Regions from separate parts of the Zea mays genome. Here region 2 is linked to region 1. The links are chromatin contacts, called in public Hi-C maps. All regions are on one chromosome and are shown on one strand. Each heading gives the region's core, a stretch centred on a gene start, on an enhancer-like site or on the middle of the called end of the contact. The rest is flanking DNA. Distances are from core to core; before and after follow the strand shown. Region 1 holds the start of LOC103651495 (psbP domain-containing protein 5, chloroplastic). Region 2 holds the start of LOC100282381 (cysteine sulfinate desulfinase/cysteine desulfurase and related enzymes).

Region 1 (4,649 bases), core at 1,246-3,745:
AACAAGATACTCATAATACCAGTATGGTTCTCCGTCAACCTACATATAATTTTCGAGGTGTACTGGTGCATGTGAGCATGTCAACTCCAAAAAGCGAAAGTACTCTTAAAGGACGACAACAATGGTCAGATCTTACCTCTGTAGCATGTGCATCAAGGACAGAACTCTCTGTCATGCGCTGGCCAGTCGTCACCTTCTACAGGGTGATAAAAGTTCATTGTAGAATCAATATGTCCAATATTGACGTTAAAAGTTACACTCAAGGAACTTAAAACCTTTCCAGCATGTCAACAATCTCTGATCAGCTCTATGGATTATTTATACTTTGTTTAGCAGCCACCATTGCTTCAGTCCATGAGACAATGTGCATGTTTCTTATAATACACTAAGCCGCATCTGACTTTAAATTTATGCATGATTGAATTTAGCTTTCTAGGTGTATTAGCTACTCAGCACGTGACAGAGTTCTACCATGCTTATCCTTGCTTCACTCCATGAGACAATGTACATGTTTCTTATGACACACAGAGAGAGAACAAAGGAACATAATAAGAATTTATATTTCTACATTTATTCGCTTTTCTGGTGTATCTGATAAACTACTCGGATTATATTCCTTCTTTTATTAATCTCTATAGTTTGTCATACATAATTTAGCTCAAGAAATGCAAGAAATAGCATATCCAAAAGAACTCCAAAAACACATGTACCAGGGTAGATCTATCAGATAAAATGCAATCTGCAACATCTTTTGGATCCCACAAACTCTTGTCTTTGGAAGGCAAAAAACGTGAATTCGGTGGCCCAATCTGCACCAAAAACATCTATGGATATTACCGTGTAGACTTAAATTTATTTTTCAGTTTCAACTGATGTATTTCCCATCCAGATAATCAAGCTACATAATAACTTGCACCGGAAATGAAATATTTAACCACGGACAGAAATTTGCAAAAAATATCAAAATACAAAAAACTTAACTATTAAAAGATGATATTGGGTTAGTAAAACCCAACAAATTGCAGATTGATGCATTTCCTAGTATCATAGAGTATTTAAGGAGTTACCGAGACTGAGATGACAACATTATGTATCATGTCAACTCGCTCCGATACAATTCGTTGCCGTGCATCAGCTGCATAGAGACCTAGTCAGCTGCTACATTACGAAATACTACCTCTGTTCTCGAATATTTGTCGCCCGTTAGTTCGTTTTTTTAACTAAACCGCGACAAATATAAAGAACGGATGGAGTACATGATTATTTTAAAAAGCGTAACTGTGGAGGTCAATAATATAGTCCATTCATATGAACAAAGTACTAAGACCATTTCTTATCATTGTTATGCCAGAAGTTACTCACGTGATAGTGGTGCTGCTGAGGAATATCGCTCTGGTTTTCTGGACTCTACCCTAGGAACAGAATAACAGGATAGTAATTTGTAAGTGACAAGTTTATCCCTGTTCTCATGAGAAGCCATGAGAAACCACTAAGTACCCAAACAACAGGTTAAGAGTGACAAAGAGTAGATTGGACAAAATATTATAGTGAGAACAACTGAAATACCATTTGAAGGAAAATTTCTTTCCTGGCAGTTCGACCGGGTAAAGAAAAGAGTATGCATTGATCTCATCAACTTGTGTGTTCATTTTTACGTCTTCATTAGTCTCCATAACAGCATATGCTCCTACATAATTGTTGCGACCAAAGCACTTATGAGCATTCAAAACTTTCGAGAAAAGAAGCACATTATGCATATATTCATAAATCGCTAAGCTCATGAATTTGTTCTAAATTTGACAATACCATTAGCATTTTTACTCTAAACGGTAAGCACATTACGCATATATATTCATAGAACTGACACGCCTGACAAATTCAGTTTGTGGACATTAACAGAGAGTAAAAAATGCTAGCTCTACCATTCAGAAGACCCTGAACTGGCGAACTGCGTTAACAACGAATCATTAGGAGCGGAGGCCCGTGAACACTACCTGAAATCGGGAGCACGATTGTGAAAGAAGACACGAGCCCGGACATGAGAAGGCGCCTCCTCTCCACCTCCAAACCGCGGTTCATGGCGGCAGGCTCGCGAGAGCACGAAGCGAGCACACGGGCCCTCCTCCTCGGCGGCAGAACACGCACTGCCCCAGTGCCGAGCGGTCCCCTGCTCCTGCGCAATACCCAGGAACCAACCATCCAACAATCAGGAGCGGCAGTCAAGGAGGGTGGGTACTCTGTGCACAGTAACACGAATGGGCGGCGAGTAGGGAATCGTGTAAGCGGCAGAGCGAGCGCGTGCCTGGGGCGAAGCGAGGGCTGAGAAGTGGGGCTCCAGAGATAATGGGGAGAGGAGAGCAGAGCCCCCGCCATGGCTCGCCGGCGTCAAAGCCCCCTCCTCCTTCTTCCACTTGGGCTTAAGGACGGAGAAGCAGAAAGTTCTATCCAAACATTTTTTCTGCGTGAGAGCAAAAGATCTCCCTGTTCATGGCCATTTCGGCATATCTAAAATTTAAAACTGAATCTAAAATAAGATTGTTTTTATGTACCTTCCGTTTAAACGGTACTCCCACCCTTGCAAGTTGTAAATCATTTTTATATTTTTTTCTATAATGTAGTTCTAGATTTAATACAGTTAAACCTTTCCAAGTTTCATCTACTTTATAGAAAAAAAACATATTGATATTTATGTCTTGAAATAGATTTACTGTAAAATATATTTTGCAATTATCTTATGAATCTTTATTTTAATAAAAAAATGTTTGTTCTTTTTGACTGAGATAGTTTAAGTTAAAATTATTTGACTTTTTTAAAAAATAATTGCGTTCTTTTAAGAATAGATGGAGTAGCTAAAAAAGTCACAACTACTTAAAATAATTGTGTTCTTTAAAATAATTCGTTCTTTTAGCCTTCTTTTAGATGTAGTGTGTATTTAGTGGCGTAGACAAGGGACTAGCAGGTGTCATGACACCCTTCAACAAAAAGAAAATTTGTTTTGTAATTAATTTTTATGGCTAAAATAAAAAGAATTGGTTTATAATAAATTAAAATATATTATAACTAGATACTATTGTATATTGTATATATACATATATTCTATTTATTAATATTATAATTATAGTTATATATATGTATTGACACGCCTCTGTGTATATCTAGTTATGTACCTATAAAACCCGCAACTACTTTTATAATTTAAAACTAAAGATGTATTATTTTGTATTAGATTAATCATGTATAGCTTAGGCTTTTCACTAAATTTATAAAAAATTGTTAACATCTAGCCTTACAAATAAATGCACAAATGTAACCATAAATATTATTCGATATTGTATATGTTTATGATTTTTTTCACAAATATAGTTAGAACTAGAAAGTTTGATTTAGAATAAAAGTAAAATAAACTTACTGTTGGTACTGAATGATATGTGGTCAAGCTAGCCGAAACACTAGGGAAAGAGAGTATTCAGGTGCTCAACAAAACAATAGGCAGACTGTAGCGTCTTGTTAAGCGTGTCTTATCAATGTATAGTATTAGGGTATTTATAGGTAACCAGGTGGGTGTGTGCCCTTATAAGTACAATTATGGCCCTGATTACTTACTACAGCCCCGGAATATTTTTCCTAAGGGGTCATTACAGCGATGTTAAGTACAGCATGATCAAATACACAATAAATCCTACCTAGAGAGTGGCTTATAGATGGGCATGAATGGCAGTAGGACGTGGCATGGGCCCTGCCATTGGGCGGCGCAGTCCTCGCCCATGTGTGGCACCTTTCGCCCTTGACACTGGGTCTTCGATACTTGCCAAGACTATAGCTCGAAACCATCTGAGCGGGGTCCCCTACGCAAAGTCATGAGGAGTCCCACCATAAACGGTAGATCCTTCGCTTCAATGCCTTCGACGACTCTTGAACAAAGACCTCAACATCGATAATGGTCGCGAAGGAGCGAACGGCCTTCGCTCCCATACTTACAATTTAACATGGATAAAGTAATTAAACATCTCTATGTTCACGAAACACACCAACGACTACACAATCCGCACAAACTTTTACACCATGCACGTATAGATAGAGGGAAATTAAATTCTCTCACATCTCAAAAAATAATTATTTCTATTTTTACCTAAAGTTCGACACTCGTTAATGGAATACAGGCACACAGTCAATATTCTCCTTAAGTGATTTGATCAAATTTAGAATTTTTTTGATTTAAAAATTAAATAAAACACGGCAATTTCGTAGCTTGGGAGTTGGGATGAAGGGATTAGACTTCCGATAGAACATTTTGGTTTCTCATGATTATTAAACTAGTTTTTCGGTTCAAATAATGGTTAAATCACGATGGCGCCTTAGACCCTAGCCAAAGTGTAAGGTTGTCTTTATCCTATATACGCTTTAACTATATTCTCTAAAGCTTCTCCATCGTCTTCCTATATAGAGACATTGTACCTTCTTCTCTATTTATTTTTATATTTTTGTTAATAGATTAAATTAAACTAATATATATAATAATTGAGGGTAATATACAGGTATAAGGTTCTAGAGAAAAATACATCATTAATATGAGTATTTAACGTATACATAACGAGATATGGATGACAATGTCAAAAAGAGGATTGAAATATAGAAAAGACAAAGTCTAT
Region 2 (4,649 bases), core at 1,449-3,948, 300 kb after region 1:
CTACCTTTGATTGATAAGATAGCAGCCAATCTCCCAAAATGGAAGGCCTCTTTGTTAAATCGTGCCGGACGACTGGTGGTGGTGTGTCCTGTCCTTACAGCCATTCCTATGCATCTTATGGTGGCTTTGGACATTCCTAAGCGGGGAATAAGAGTTATTGATAAGCTTCAGCGTGGTTTCTTGTGGACCGGTCGTCAGAATGCTAATGGGGGTAATTGTCTTGTCTCTTGGGAGAAGGTACATCGGCCGCTGCGGTATGGAGGGCTTGGGATCCTCAACCTCCAATTTATGGGCTGGGCATTACGTACTCGCTGGTTATGGTTGCAGAAAACTGATCATGCTCGGCCCTGGGAAGGGCTACCGGTTCATGTGCCTCGTATGGCACATGCTCTTTTTGCTATGGCTGTGGTTACAGAGGTGGGGAATGGGGAGAATACTAAATTCTGGGATGATCGGTGGATTAATGGTTCTACAGTTGTTGAGCTAGCCCCTAATCTCATTCAGCTTATCCCTAAAAGGGCTAGGGGGGCAGCGCACTGTTTCGCAAGCTCTAAATAATAGAAGATGGATTTCTAATATCCGGGGAGCTCTCACAGTGCAGGTGTTAGTGGAGTATCTACGGATTTGGGGTTTGGTGGATGGGATTATTTAGCAGCCCTCACTGCCTGATCAGCACACTTGGAAGCTTTCCAATTCTGGGCAGTACTCAGCCAAGTCTGCTTACAATTCCTTCTTTATTAGATCTATTAAGTTCCCACCTTGGAAACAGATTTGGAAGTCTTGGGCCCCCCCTAAGCTGGCAATCAAGAACAGGTGCTGGACTGCCGAGAGATTACTTAAACATGGGCTGCCACATCATAGTGTTTGCCCCCTGTGTGATCAAGAGCAAGAGACCATTCAGCATATTATGTTGAAGTGTATTTTCTCCAGGGATACTTGGACAAGAATCCTGCTATGTGTTGGTCTGGTGGATTTGGCACCTAACCATGACGCCACTGGTTTTTCAGTGTGGTGGAGCAGAGCTGTAAGAAGGGTGCCTAAAGAGAAAAGGAAAGGGATCAATTCCCTAACTATTTTGGTAGTATGGTCTTTATGGAAACATAGGAATGCTTGTGTGTTCGATGGTCGGGATCCCAGTGTGTCGGTAATCTGTCAGGAGGTAGAAGCTGAGAGTAGGCTTTCGGTTATGGCTGGAGACAAGGTGCTCCAGGAGCTGCTCGGCAGGGCTTCTTAGCTGCATGCCTGAGCAGCTGGTAGGGTCGTGTTTTGTGTTGTTTAGGGAGTGAGTTGTAACCACTTGCTTTTGGGTTGAGGGCTTGAGGCGAGGTCTACCCCCTCTTGTTGTACCTTTATTCCTTTCTTAATGAAATGGCAGGCAGCCAGCGTTGTTCGAGAATAAAAAAAATTTAAAGCACAACCAAAATTCATTAGGTGGATTTATACATGTGCTATCCATTTTAAACCCAACTCTCCAGAGGCATTACGAAAATATTGAATAAAAGACAATAACAAACCTGACAATAATCCCAAGTATTGGATTCTGAATAAATGGGGTCAGGATGATTCCAATGGAGAATCAAACAGGAGCTCTACTTTATCCTCGGAGCTACATTGTTCACCTTTTGAGCCATGCTAGAGAAAAGCTATAGCACGATCACTTTTGACATGCAATGAGAGTAGCCACATAATATATGTGAAAAATGGTTAACTTTCTGTATGGTATTATTTTTATCATTTCCAGCCAGAAAGTTCCCTAACAACTGATGTCGGTATTGATCCCAAGCTGCTATGTGATTTAGCAGGCATAGCTCGCATGCAAGAAAGGTGTGAATTGGCACTGTCCAAACTTTAGGCACATGATCTAAGCAGCAGATACCAGCAACACAAGTAGGACTAACCATTACCATTGATCGCAAAAAAAAAAAAAAACAAATCAAAATTTGACTGCTTTTACGATAAGAATTTTGTGTGAACACTGGAAATTCGGTGACGCAGACAGATATGGCAATTTGATGTGACTACAAATCTTGGTTATTGCACATTGCTGATATTCAGCATGCGTGTAGGTTGGACTTGAAAAAACAAGAATAACTGTTAAATCCTTTGGCACACATGGAATTACGATAACAACCGATACCGATACATACTCAATTTGTGACCATATAGTCTGTCATCTATTGAATGATCTCTGAAGGTGTAATAATAAACATGACAAAATTGTCATCACAGTAGCAATGCAATCGAGAAACACTGAAACAGTTTAACAACAAAGCCAGAAAAAGAAAAGGTTCTAGTCCAACCCACGAATCATGCAGACCAAACAACAAATCAAGTTTATCTGTAGGAAGCAAGTACCCGGTTCAGAACACCCGGCGTCTGCCTCTTGGCCCCCAGAGCGCATCCCAGCACGGCGGCGCCGCGACACCGCGCGGCCGCGGAACAGGGCAAGAAGCCGCTAAGTCTGACGTGAGTTGGCGGCAGCGTCCTCAACGAGGGAAGACAGGCAACGGGCGGCGCGGCGCAAGAACCCGCCATCGTCATCCACTTTCAGGCGTCGATTCCAATCCACAAAGAGGAGGGACGGAGGGAAGCGCTTGAAGCGATGTGTGTGGCGGCGTACCCGGGACAGAACAAGGATGGCTGCGCTGCGCGGCGCGGCGCTGGTCATGTGGAAGGGGAGGAGGAGAACATTGCTAGGTGGGCTGAGACCTGGGGATGAGAGAGGAGAGAGGAGAGGAGACGGCACGGCACGGTACCAGTTGGGCTGAGGCCGCAACTTGGCTGGTTTGGTGGCTTCCTCTGGCGGCCTCGCTGGCTGCTGTGGTGCTGGTGCGCGGGTGGGGAGGAGATGGACTGGACGCCTTTGGATAACAGGTGGCGCACCATCTTTGCTTGCCTACTCTCTGCCGGCTGCCGCGGTATTCTACGTTTTTTATCGTGTACAGTACATGCTTGTTTGGTTTGGTGGAGCTAGTTTGTACATGAATTATCGAAGCGCTCTCATTATATCCAGCTCTGATCTAGGATTTTTTTATGCTAAAGTTCCAACTCATGAACCTGAATGAGTGATGCAAGCATACCTCAAAAACTTAAAAAAAATCGTCACTCCGTGTATTTTCGGTAAACCTATATTTTAGGGCATGTTTTTTTGAATTATAATTTGTCTAGATTATATAATCTAACTTATTTTAAACTAACTTAGAATATATTTATTTGGAATTTATAATCTTCCCAAATTATAGAATCTAACTTATTTTAAACTAACTCTTAATTCAAAATAAATTGAATTATATAATCTATGTAAATTATAATACCAAACAAACAACCTCTTAGACTAGTTTGGGAACAAGGGATTCCATTTTTTCCAAGGAAAAATGAACTAATTTCTCTTAAGAAAATGAAAATCCTTTGAAAAAAATATGGTTATTAAACTGGCTCTTAATTTAGAATAAGTTAGATTATATAATCTAGACAGATTATAATCTAAAAAGACAAATATTAAGTCATAGGATATGTCATCTACAAATAGAGATGTATTTTGTGAACGTAGTCCAAACAACAAATCATACCAAGTGTCGATGAACTAGGCACCAAAATAATGTGCACAGTTCAGTTTCTTGTTTAAGAAGGATTCTTCGGGCTTTTTGGTTTAGCTTTTCAACATGCTTTGGTTTTTATAAAAGCTAAAAATCAATAAAAAATAGTTGTCTCTTGACAAAAGTCACGACCAGAACTAATACAAATTTAAAAGCACATTTATCCCTATTTTCACCTACCTTTGACTTTTAACTATTCATGGAAATTACTCACATGTCATTGGTTATGAAAAATAGTAGCTTCTTTTTTTTTACTTTTCCCGTACACAAGACTACTTTCCATCCACGATAGCGGCGTGGCCTACCTGAGTGGCGGCGTGAATAGCCCCCATGTAGCCAGCTTTGGTGTGACATAAATGGTACGATTGGTACCGGCACGACTAAAGACGGCTCGTAATTTTATACCTATGAATCGGTTAAGGAGAAGAAAAGATGACCCAATGATAGAACGGGTACATGTACGTACTAATTAAATTTGTACCCGTGTATCCATGGTACAAAATACCGAAATATTATTTTCTAAAATTTTATTCTAGCTCAATGATTTGTCTTGGGCTCCTGACTCCTGAGCACAACTACATAGGCCTTAGGACACATGACAGCAGTAGATAGACAATCGATCAAAATAGTAAAGCAAATCCAAAACTCCAAGCTTTTGTGATGCCACTCTTCGCTAATGCGTAATTCAAGCGACCAAGTCACATAAAGGCACGTGTCACGCTCGCACTTGGAAGATGGAAGACGGAAGGTCGGACGTTGCTGCTCGATGCTCACCATTTGACAAAAAATAAAGTCGGGCAAACAAGTGTAGCTCCACCACTCTAGAGGGTACAGGTACCCTTCGGATATAGAATACCTGGCGGGTCCGGTTATGGATATGGAATTGTAGCCATGTACGGGTATGTGTATTGGAGCGAGAAGTATTTATTAGTCTAACGGGGTCGGGTCTGGAATAGCAAAATCCAGCGGGTCTTCATCTATTGCCATCTCTCGGCGTGACCTACACTGTCTACACTCTACATAATGAAGGAGGAGGAGCTGACGAGCAAGGTT

Evidence for each region. Hi-C and Micro-C count contacts between places; a contact is called where the count stands out from the background.
Region 2: a contact with region 1 is called in a Hi-C map of tassel, with 2.1 times the contacts expected there. The contact joins the promoter of LOC100282381 here to the promoter of LOC103651495 in region 1. A contact is called at or near these places in 2 of 25 Hi-C or Micro-C datasets (ear and tassel).

The regions. Positions count from the first base shown.
Region 1 is chr3:224,020,550-224,025,198 of Zm-B73-REFERENCE-NAM-5.0, forward strand. LOC103651495 (psbP domain-containing protein 5, chloroplastic) reads right to left here and starts at 2,496. Exons shown (of 11, transcript XM_008677138.3): 1 at 2,303-2,496; 2 at 1,995-2,173; 3 at 1,567-1,687; 4 at 1,363-1,412; 5 at 1,068-1,135; 6 at 711-809; 7 at 137-196; 8 at 1-39. The coding sequence starts at 2,373.
Region 2 is chr3:224,324,203-224,328,851 of Zm-B73-REFERENCE-NAM-5.0, forward strand. It overlaps LOC100282381 (cysteine sulfinate desulfinase/cysteine desulfurase and related enzymes), which reads right to left and starts at 2,699. Exons shown (of 6, transcript NM_001368949.1): 1 at 2,356-2,699. The coding sequence starts at 2,541.